Linked DNA regions of Mus musculus: region 2 is linked to region 1. The links are chromatin contacts, called in public HiChIP or PLAC-seq maps. All regions are on one chromosome and are shown on one strand. Each heading gives the region's core, a stretch centred on a gene start, on an enhancer-like site or on the middle of the called end of the contact. The rest is flanking DNA. Distances are from core to core; before and after follow the strand shown.

Region 1 (5,827 bases), core at 1,923-4,422:
CATTATGTTATATTTGATATTATAAGTAATCTAGATGGGCTGGCAAGATGGCTCAGCAATTAAGAACAGCACTTGTGATTACTTCCCAGCACCCAGGTCAGGTAGATTCTAAGACTGACTCCAGCTCCAGGGGAACCGGATGCCCTCCTCTGGCCTCCGTGGGTACTGGCACTCACATGTAAACACCCTTCACACACACATACACAGAGTTAAAAATGAATACATTTTAAAAAGTCACTTAGTGATTATTTCAAGTGTGCAGGAGGGCATATGTAGTGATTTACAAATACTGAGCTGTTTGTACTAGACTCCTGATTATCTGTCAGTTTGAGCATCCTAGGGTGGAGGAGGTTCTAAAAACAATCCCCTGGGGACCTGGAGGGGTGGGTCTATGTAGGTGAATATATTTGTCCAAACTCATTCAGTTGCAATGCTCTATGTCTGTACTTCTTATCACCTCTGCCTGCTTCCTTGGTGATCCCCTAGAGGCGCTTTGTAAATGAAATGAAGCCTTTGGGTGAAGGCCCATGCACTTATTTTCCCAATAAAATGAACACTTGGAATTTGCTTTTCCAAATGGAGACTGTATAGAGCAAGCCGGTTCAGCATGGAAATCCTGAGTAGTGGTTAGGGTGCCTTTTCCCCTAGGAGAGTTAGGAATTTATCCTAGTGTTTTCTTTAAAATCTTTTCAGCCAGAAATTCCACTAAGAGTTCATCTGTCCATTGCTTGACATATGGGCTCAACCTAATTTTATTCCAGATGGGATTTTATTCTGTATATTATTTTGTTAGTAAAAAATTTAGTTCCTACTATCCTGATATGTCTGGAATAAGCTTTTCTTGGGCACGGTTTAATATTATTTTAATATAGTTTGAATAAATAATTTGTGTATATAATTTCATCTATTTATGTAAACATGAGTGCATCTGTCTGAATGTATATACCTGTGAAAACATCTGCCTTTGTAGCCGGGATCTTACTAAGCTTTCTGCATCTTGGCAATAAGATGACAGAGAACTCATAAAGAACGCTTTACCCATTCCTAGTCTTCAGTTCTTTGAAACGGTTCTAAAACTATACAAACCTGGTGCTTTTTGGACAGGAAATATTTGCGTGCCAAGCAAATCTTTAATTCTATGGGCTTCAGAACATTTTGTTAGTTTTTTTCCCCACCTTAGGAAAAAAAATATGTTTTAAAAATCCCAGTTCTCTAAGCTTGATTCTAATAAATTAAACCATCCGTTGGCTCTGTTTTCTTTGCTAACACTATTTATTGAGAACCTCTCCTTGTATTGTTTTTCCTCTTTTTTGTCTCATTAATTCTCAAATTGCCTTAAAAGGCTGAGACCTGGAGGTTTTGGGAGGATTCAGTTTGGGGAATTTTAGGGCTGAAGAGGGGGATGATGGAGAAGAGTCTAGACAAAATGACCGGATGAAGGCTTAGCCACCACGACAGGGCCGCATGTCTCATCCTGACAGGTTAGCAAGATCTCAATAATGCCTTGTTTTTTCACAGTTGTCAAGTACAGATACATGTCATGTTTACCATTTGTTTACTTTTCATTTTTGTGGAAATAAGTATCGTACTTATGTCGTGGATTTCTATGAGGGCTAATGATGAATGGAGACCTCTGCCCCTCCCCCAATCCAAAACCAAACCAAACCAAAGCAACGTTTTAAGCAGTGCGGGTAGTGTGCATGGTCAGATCATTAATTACTCCAGTCGTCACTGCATCAGTGAAGTGACAGGCCCAGGCTTGAAAAAAACACCAAAACATGGTTGTCAGTAGACTTAACTATACAAGATGCTGTGCCCCACCCCGAGGGCCTTGCTACCGGGCAATCTATCTCATGTTGGCGGTTCTCTCGGCTCTACAGTGAATGATAAGCTGCCATAGAATGAAGTAGGGTGACTTGAATGTGGCTGTATCTAGCACGTTACAGACTTTCTGAAAACTGAGTTTATTCTTCCCATCATTAGATTTAACCAAAAAAGTCGGGCTGGAGCCAGAGGCCATACCCGTGAGCACCTCCTAGTGGTTGCTTGTTCAGTGACTGACTTACTCCTTAAGTGAGAATTTAACTCCTGCAGTGTGTAAATCCACAATGAAATAGAGCATCACCATTCATGAATTAATTTCTTCTTTCTTTTTTGGGGGGGATGGGGAAGGAGAGGCACAGTGTCATTGCTTTACTGTGTTGGGGAGACACGGAATATCTGCAGTTAGTGTAGCCAAAGACAGATTGGCCATCTGGCTTTTCTAGATCTTCATTGTCCCGTTTGATATCCCGCTACATGTGGCTCCTCAAATGTAACGGACAGAATTCAGCACTCAGTTCCCTTGTCACAGTGGGCACATTTTAGGGGCTCAGTCACCACACTGGCCGTGAGACATGATATTGGAAAAGACTTCCATAAACATTTCTACCACCCCACCCCCGGGAAGTTATACTGGACAGTTGGATCCCACAGCGAGTCAGTAACAATGAATGCAGTGGGGATTCTGAGAAGAGACCTGAGTGACCACGAGGTGGCTGGCTGAATGCCTGTGGTTCTGACCTATACACGAGGCAGCTGGCTGGATGCCTGTGGCCCTGGAAAAACATGATTAAAAATAGTCTGCTATTTCAACAGATGCTTCACAATGTTAATTCTGGTAACTTGCCCAGAGGTCCTTGAATTCAGGAATTCTGAATCCATGTAGCACAAATTAATGCAATTCATTTATCTATCTATCTATCTATCTATCTATCTATCTATCTATCTATCTATCTATCTATCTATTTATTTATTTATTTATTTATTTATTTATTTATATTTTTGTAGATCAACCTTATGGCTCTCTCTTCTCTTACCCCACTCCTGACCACTGGTCATTTCCAGCTCTTCCTCTCCACTTAGGCTTACTGTAAATAACCACTCAGACCCTGATCGCTATCAGCTGTAAAACATTTGTTCTCTTTGGCCGTTTTCCTGGAATGTATCATTAGGTATTTTCATTGCTTTTGTGCCCCAAGTGAATCTTTACCAAAGGTATTGTCCCGTTCTGACAACATTTACCAAGCAAACCTGATTTAAAAAAAAAAAAATCATGAAGTTTCCTGTTGTGCTTGAATCTCATCTACAGAGGCTCAGTGTGGTGCAGAGGGATAGATATCCTTCTGCTGTATGCAACCAAGCCACAGTACAGGATGAGATAGACGTGGGTCAAAGTCATGGTCAGAGGACCATGGGGCTAAGGGTCCTTCCCGTTAGAAAAGGGATGGCAGTCAGGGAGGAGAGGGTGGGAAGCACAGCTATGTTGTCACGACTCTTGCTGGCCTTGTAGTCCATTGGAGAGTCTATTCTAATGAGAAAAGGGGTCCTGGATTATCTTTTTATCTAAATGGATGCTCCCCCCAAGCCCCTGTCCCACACGTCCATTGTTGTAGTGGCATGCATGCTTGCCTCCAAATTGATTTCTCCGGTCTACTCAAAGCCTATCCCGATGATGTGATATGGCCTCAAGCCTCAACTGTCACCGGAATCCTCCCCTGACCCCATTCCTGCCCTTCCTGCCTTATCTCCGAGACTCCTCAGGAAAGGAATCCGTCGGTCTGCGTCACGGATGCCTCATTTCGACTGCTGGCAAGTTGAGTTGGGCCAGGGGCGAGCCCACAGGCTTTCGGGGAAAGACCCAACATCTTTATCATCTCTACCCAATGGACGCTATTGATACCGACGTCAAGTTCCTGCATTTTCAACCCCTGTGCTCTTTCTTCCAAGTCCCTCAGGGATGTGGCCATCCAGTCTACCACCCAAAACGTCTGCCACTTCTATGTTAGGCTGCACTCTGCCTGTCTCCACTCGGCAGCTCTTTGTGAATGATGTCAGTGTGGACAACCTAACTCGGTGGTCTCCCTGCTTAAACCTCTTCTTTTGGTCAGGACAATGACCAGAGGCTCAATCTGGCCTACTTAGATGGTCTCCACCATACTTTAACCTCACCTAACCACATTCATTCATTGTTGTCTGTTAATCATGCCCTGTAAGCTATCACCCTCAGACCCTGTTCAATTACTGTAAATTCAACTCATTCCTGCTTCGGGGCCTTTAAATATGTGCTCTCTGATGCTTAAATTACCCTCTCCCAGTCCACTCTAGCTAACTCACGCTTATCCGTTCAGTGGTGACTTCCTCTTAGGTATCACATTAGTCATCAGACTCCTCCCCCAGAACGAGGTCACCTTGGGCTGTTAACCTTATAAGGGTAAATGACTTCTTTCCAGTGAGACTTTTAGGCTCCACTGGGAGCCTCTTTCCATTTCCATTGTGTTCCCAGTTCCAAACAGCAAAGCCCTGGCAATGGAGGTATCTAGGTACATTTGTTGACTAACTCAACAAACAGTAACTTTATGTGACCTGGCAGCTTAGGAAATGGGAGACATTTAGCATCCTGCCTGCCCTCCTCCTCCTGTCCCTCCTCCACCCTCCCTAGCCAAGTTCAAATCTTGACTCTATCATTTGTTAGTCAGACACTCTTTGGCAAGTGAAAACCTTTCTAAACTATAATTTTCTCATTAGTAAATCAGCCATAACCATTCATAGGCGAAGGAAGCTTCTAGTAGGTCCCCAATAAGCTACGCTCATTATCAACATTACCATCTCCAATTTGGAAAGCAGAGACTGGAAGTCCTTTGCTCTGGCCACAAAGCTCCCCAGGAATAAGAGACAGACACTCCCAAAGGAAACAGATAGTAACATTTTTTATTAAATATTACAGTGGATCAAAAAGTACAAAATATCTCTTGCCTGCTATGTGATTGGGAAACCATTGGCACAGACAGAATACAGTATCAAAAGCGGTAATAAGTACAATTTGGAAAACATACAAAAATTGAGTGTTTATAGTTGGCTCAGCATTCTTCTGGTAGTGTTTAAAACTAGAGGCCAAGGCTACTCAATAACCTCTCCATTGGGAAATTATATAACATCACTGGGCCAGGTTGCTATATACAAATATCACCTTACAGAGCATCAAGGTTACATAGCTGGGGTTACTCAGAGTGTACAATATTTACAACACAGGGAAGTTTAAAAAAGTATAAACAGCCAAGAGATTACGCTGCTATTTTTTTTTCAGAGTTCTTTCCGCCATTGGGAGATAAGCAGAATATCAAATACATCAACAGTCAACACCGGAGCGGAGATGCTCAAAGTCCCTGCTCCAGCGGTGTGGGTCTCACTGGGGCAAAACCATTCCCGTTCCTTTCTCAGCCCGGGATAATAAGTCAGACTAGACCACACGGGACTTGGCTGGCCACCACCAAATGTGACTTAGTGGGACAACACGAGAAGAGAGATAAATGGTTCTCTTTGAAGGCACACTACATAAAATATATTTCGTGGGACCACCTTGAAACTTCCATCAGACACACCGACACAGTGAAATACAGGACCCAAGGAGTCATGCACCAGAGGGCAAAGCTGTGTGAGCTCAACACTGAGACAAACCCTTCTGTCGATGTCCTGTTGAACAAGTAAAGCCGGGAGCTTCTAGCTAGGAAATGAACCAGTCTGACCTGTGGCAAACGCTACATGTTTGAATCAGTTACTAAGAAAAAAATACTTTAAGCTTAACACTTGGTTGGGCTGTTGTGGTATTTTTATTTTTACTTTCTACTTTATTTTTAAGTTGAATTTCCAAAAGTGAGACCCCCGAAGTTGCCTAGAGATGACATCTTTTTAAATATTATTTAGAATCTCCAAATCCCCAACAAATTCACGGGCTTGATACATTTTGAATTACAACATTTCTCGGAAGCCACACTTGGTAAATGGATTT
Region 2 (5,827 bases), core at 134-2,633, 610 kb after region 1:
AGTGGACGTTTCTTCCTGCCCCCCACCCCCCACTCAATTAACCTAATCAAGACAATTCATCACTTTCATGCCAAGTGACCTGCGTTCCAAATGTTTCTGGATTGCACAAACTTGATAATTATATTAATCACCACAGTACTCAAAATTGTTTGTTTATTCTTTTTTTCAGCCTCCCTCCCTATGACTGGTGACACCAACATACTGTTTTGAAACCATAATATGGAATCTTGCCCAAGACATTGAGGAATTTATGATCCAACTCTCTAAACATCAGGAAAATATGTTGTCTGGTTGATTTTTTTTAAAGAAGAGCTTCACTTAAGATCTAGGTCCAGCATGTGAATTGAAGAGAGAAATCAAAATAATGAGCACATACCCACCATTGGACTGATGCTTTAAAACTAACATTTGTCCTCTGAGATCATAACAAATATTTTAAGCTTTCATCTAGGATCAGGAGGCCAAATTAGACTTTGTAACATAACCAGTAGACATTCATTCTCTCTCAGCTCTAGAGGCCTGACATTCCAAGACGAAGTCCCAGCAGATTATATCCTAGTGACCCTTGTGCCCCCGGATTTAAAAGGCTACCTCTGGATATGTTTCCATGTGGGCATTTCCCCCTCTACTTCGCACTGCCTTTTTCTTTAAGAAAGCCAGTCTTCCTGGGCTAAGGCTTTACCTCTATACATCCATCTGTTCTCGGTGACCTGCAAATGCCCCTGTCTTCAGATACGGTCGGGTCTGAGGCTTTCATATATGAATATAGAGTGATGGACTCAATTCAGGGCATTACATTCTGATGAGATGTCAGGAGAGAAGCAAAATACTTTACATCATCTTCCGAGGAAAGACCTAATTTTTAATTATACATAGGATAGATGTAGTCTGGTATAGGAGCATGGTGTTTTTCTTTTTCTCACTTGCTGATTATATATGATTACTGTAGGTGTATGATGGGGATGGTAGGTAAGTTCAGAAGAGAAAAATTATAAGAGTTGTGTCTGTGGTCAATTTGGGTGGGCCCCAGGATACCCAAGAATCCAACCATTGTTCTGCATATCTCTGCAAGTCTGAATTTGGATGAGATTAGCGCTGGACCACAGTGTGTGAAGTTCTCATGCAGCAAATCAAAGATGTGAATGGAAGATGCTGAGTTTTCCTCCAAGAGAAGAAGAGATTCCTCCTGTCTGTCTGTCTTTTTGAAGGAGAACGTCTTTCTGTTCTGGAGGTCAAAGAACTGAGACTCACAGTTATTTCTTGTTTCTATGGATCCCTCTCAGTCCTTCTCAGTGTCAAACTGGATCTAGATGTGGAAAGTGGATTGTGGTTGATTCAGTTTCTCTTGGGAACTCTGACTCATGCAGATGTGAATCTCCAAAGCCAGCGGTCTACTCCTCCTTACTTGTTCATGTGCATTGTGACTCTTGCCTACTTAGTCATGGTTGTCATCCTGTTGTTGCAAAATTTAGAAATCAGAAAAATCTCAGCCATCATTTCTAGTTTTATGACTCCTTGTGTGAATCAGAAGCTTGAGTGATTACACAATATTCAAAAGACGAAGAAAAGAGTCTTCTGAACTTTCTGATGCACAGGCCACATGGCCTAGAAGGAATCATTTGTCAGCTGTGACATCTAGATTCCTCCCTCTGTAAAACGGGAATGAAATATATCCCCTTTCATCTCACAGCATCTCTTCAGATCTCATGATAGCACATGTCAAAGTTCCTTAAAAGTATGAGTCTGTTGTGTAACAGAGTTTGCTAGGAATGCTGCATGGTGTACACATGACTTTGTTAAGATGGGTTTATCTTGAATTAAATGTTTCTACACCTGGCACTGGAGGTACACCTCAGCAGCTAACAGCACTTGCTGTTCTTGCAGAAAACGGGGTTGGGTTTCCAGCACCCACACGCTGGCTCATAGTCATCTGTAATTCCAGTTCCACGAAACCCGGTGACTTCATCTGGCCTCAGCAAGTACTGAATGCACATACATACATGAAGGCCAACACTCATACATTAAAAATAAATAAACTTTAAAAAATGTTTATAAGTTTCCAAAACTTAGGAAACATCTTTTGGAGGTAGACACCTTTGGGAAACTTCCAGGCAGCTAAGGCCACTCTTCCTTCTCATTCACTGTCCTGGCTGACTTGGGAAATTCAGCAAAGATTCACTCTTCTAGCGAAGGTTCTAGAATTCTTCCATGACCAATGTTTCCATAAGGCACCAGAGGACCAGAGGAGGCACATGCATCATGGTAATCTCCAAATGACTGATCCTATGGGCTAGCCTCTTCTATAAAGGTCACATCTAGATGGTGATTGTCCCATGTAACACAGAGATGTTGGTGGAGTTGAACATATGGAGTATGAATCATTGCTGTTAACAATGGGAGCACAGTTTCATCTCAATTAGCTTTCCTAAGATGTTTTCAGCATGTCTTTCAGTATGGTAAGCCCTAATGGTCAGAATGATGGGCAGTTCTTTTTTTCTTTTTCCTGTATAGAACTCTAGACCATGGGGATGAACACTTCAGAAAAGAGTGAATTGCAAGGAAGAGCAGCATCAAATAAAAAAAAATGTCAAGAGTAGAAAATATGCTGAATTAGTCTACTTTCCTCTCAATCCTTTCTCACCTTCCACCTACCACTCCGAGCAAGAATCCTTCTGAGAATATTTTCTCAACTATTTTTTCTTTTGTTCAAATTACACAGAAAAAAAGAATTGTGTGATTAAAGCCAGCAGAAGGTTTTGTGTTTCTTTTTGTCACTGAGTCATAAAGAAAGAAAACAAAACACACTAGGCTCAACCTAAATCTAACCAATCACATAACTTTATTAAACACAGCATCAACAGAAAGAAAATATGTAGTGCTTTCCCAGGAAGGAATAGTGCCAAGAATAGAGTAATTTTCTGGCTTTGTCTTTGATATCTATAAATTTTGTTCCATGTGGTTCACTATGTTACTGAACAGCTGTTGATATTAAACATGAGGAGAAAATCACAAATAGACAGTAAAATACATCAGGGGTTAGCAGATACTAACTAGCCATACCCCACAAGGACCCTATTCATATGTATTTTAAACCTCAGACTAAGCAAAACATTTTCTTTTCTATTATTCTATCTCCTCATTTTTTTTTTTGTGGCCAAGTGTGTATTGGATACAAAACTTGTTCAGACCAAAACTTGGCATGTGAGCTCTTGATTTGACTGCAGTTGGGTTACCACCAATTTGCAAAAATGAAGTATGAATAATAATCTTACTTATGAGAGTGCAAAGTAAAATAAATCTTTGCTTTGCCATCTTATCAAGGAATATAAATCGATCTGGCATGCAAGTCAACCTTAATTTCTTATGTAAAGGTTCCAGATGTTGTTACAGCTCTGTTTTATAAATATAACCAGCATGTTAGACATAATGATAGATCTAAAGATGCCATAGATCTCAGACATGGCTCTTGCTCAATGAACTCCATCCAAGCCTTGAGCCATATGATTCAGAAACTCGACTGGGCTCACTTGAGAGCTTTGCCTCGATGCCTATGCTTCTGGCCACCAAAGGCTCACTGGTGAACCTCCTCCTGCTCCAGCAGAGGATTGGACATCAGCTCCCAGCAGCTCCCCACTTCTAGTACCCTCAGTTCCAGGGAAATCTGAGGCCACTGACTTCCACAGGAACCTAAGCACATGGGCAGTGTCACATAGATATACAGCATTAAAAAACAATAAGAGTAAATCCATAAAAGGGGAGGTTTACAAACGTTATCATAGCCTGCACTGAGACTAGCCTGCCAGCTTGACAAGTGAAGTAGGCCCAGACCCTCACTCAGTGTTGCTCCTTTCCCTGCTTATGTCAGGCTTTTGGGCAGATGTTTTTTTCCTGTTTGCAACCAGCGATCCCTCATCAGAAGTTATCCCCAACCCATATCCCTGCCTTGGTTAATACTTATTTATCTAACACATGTGATCATGCCAGTGTGCATGTGCATGCACGGACATGGAAGGGCAACTTGCAAGAGTCTATTCTCCATTTCTACCATGTGGGTAGGTTCCAGGGGTCAAAGTTGGGGAGGTGCTTTGGCAGCAAACACCTTTACCCACTGTGGTATTTTCAATAAGAATGACCACCATGGGCTCATATATTTGAATCCTTGGTTCTCAGCTTGTGAATTGCATAGGAAAAATTAGGAGATATGGCCTTTTCTGGGAAATGTTTGCCACCAGGAGAGGCCCAAAACAGAGTCTCTCTCTTTCTACCTCTTGTGTGGGGATCAGATATAAGCTCCCAGAAATTGCTCCAGAGCCTTACCTGCTTGCCTCCTGTCATGATGTTTGCCAAGATGGTCACAGACTTACCCCCTGAAATGGAAATCACTCCCCAAATTAAATGCTTTCTTGTTATTAGTTAGCTTTGTCCAGATTTGTGTTCACTAAGCCATGCATTGAGTTACCTCATCAGCCTTCCTGGCTATTTTTCCTCATACCTCAGTCTTGTATAGTTCTGCACCAGGAGTGACTCTAAATGCCAGGGCATGGAGTGTCTACCCTATTGAAAGTTGATTGTTCTGGGTTGTATAAGGTCTTTTCTATGTACATATATAGTAAGCTTGATATATAATAAGCTTGATTTATAATAAGCTCCTCCTGAGCTCTCCTACATCCTCCCGTCTCTTGTCCTTCTTCACATTCGTTCTCTTGGTTTCAAGATGGTTTCATTTACACTTTCACATTACCTGTGCATTAGCATTTCATGTGTACATGTCAGATCTCTGACCCATGACTGAAAGAAAATTGTTGTCTGTAAGACACAACACAATTTCTTCCAGTTGCATCTGCTTTCTTGCAAATGATGTCGCTCCATCCTCATATCTGTAAAGCATTCAATGTGTACATAAACTATAGCTGTATGTATTCCTCTGTCGATGCGCACCTAACCAAACTGCCACAAAAATGCCACTGTGCACGTATCTTTGTGACATGGTTGACTGAAAGAACCTAGTGGGGAAACCCCCACTCAACTCCCGATTCTGCGTGCACCCAAGAATCACGAACAGAACATAACACCTTGATGTAACAACAAGAGGTATTTTAACGGCGGAGCTCAGGTTTCAAAGCTCACAAACAACTCTTTGGGCTATTTGACATACATTACATGAATCACAGGTCTCAAGTTTTATTTCCTTTCAGATAACATCATGAAGAAATAACCCACAGAATGGGAGAACTTCTATCTATCTGACAGAGAAGATGAATCGAGAATATACAAAGAACTCAGGAAACAATGTAAGTACCAATTAAGCAACGAAATTCATGAATGGGCTAATTCAATGAGCATACGGTCCCTCAAAGATAAAGCAGGAGGGCAAATAATCACATGAAAGATGATTAACTTCACCACCCTTGGAAGAGATGCAAATGAAAATTACTCTGAGAGTCCATCTCACCAAAGTTGAAATGGTGTCCTCAAGAAAGCAAATAAAAATAAGTGCTGGGGAAGATATGGGGAAAGGGGCTCCTAGTATACTCCTACTTGGAATTTAAACCAGTCCAGACACTAGAGAAGAAAAAAAAGAAGCTTCTATTATGTTCTCAAGCTATCCTCCACCTAGGTATCTGTTCCAAACTTTGTCTTCCTATTTGAGGTTCTATCCTCACCTGGGATCAGTGGCACCAGATGTTTTAAGATTAAATTAAACTACATTTTATTTTAGTGTATACATGTAGTCTCTTTGTGTGTCTATACCACATGTGTGCGGGTTCCTGTAGAGGCCAGAAGAGAGAACCAGGTCCACTAAAGCCAGAGTGACAGGTGGCTCTGA

What was found. HiChIP or PLAC-seq counts read pairs in DNA pulled down with a chosen protein or histone mark.
Region 2: a contact with region 1 is called in a CTCF HiChIP or PLAC-seq map of the NIH/3T3 cell line, with 5 read pairs. The contact joins two enhancer-like sites. A contact is called at or near these places in 1 of 39 promoter capture datasets (pre-B cells) and 1 of 15 datasets of contacts at CTCF or cohesin (the NIH/3T3 cell line).

What each region holds. Positions count from the first base shown.
Region 1 is chr10:68,087,794-68,093,620 of GRCm38.p6, forward strand. It overlaps a transcript of Arid5b not described here. Among named protein-coding and RNA genes, the nearest start is that of Gm51770, 60 kb to the right of the region's middle. Within about 2 kb of position 3,173, at least 65 of the 459 cell types and tissues checked have an H3K27ac peak or open chromatin away from gene starts, as enhancers often do. A contact at or near this core is called in the NIH/3T3 cell line, where this site is marked.
Region 2 is chr10:68,704,263-68,710,089 of GRCm38.p6, forward strand. No RefSeq gene overlaps it. Among named protein-coding and RNA genes, the nearest start is that of Tmem26, 17 kb to the right of the region's middle. Within about 2 kb of position 1,384, at least 39 of the 459 cell types and tissues checked have an H3K27ac peak or open chromatin away from gene starts, as enhancers often do. A contact at or near this core is called in the NIH/3T3 cell line, where this site is marked.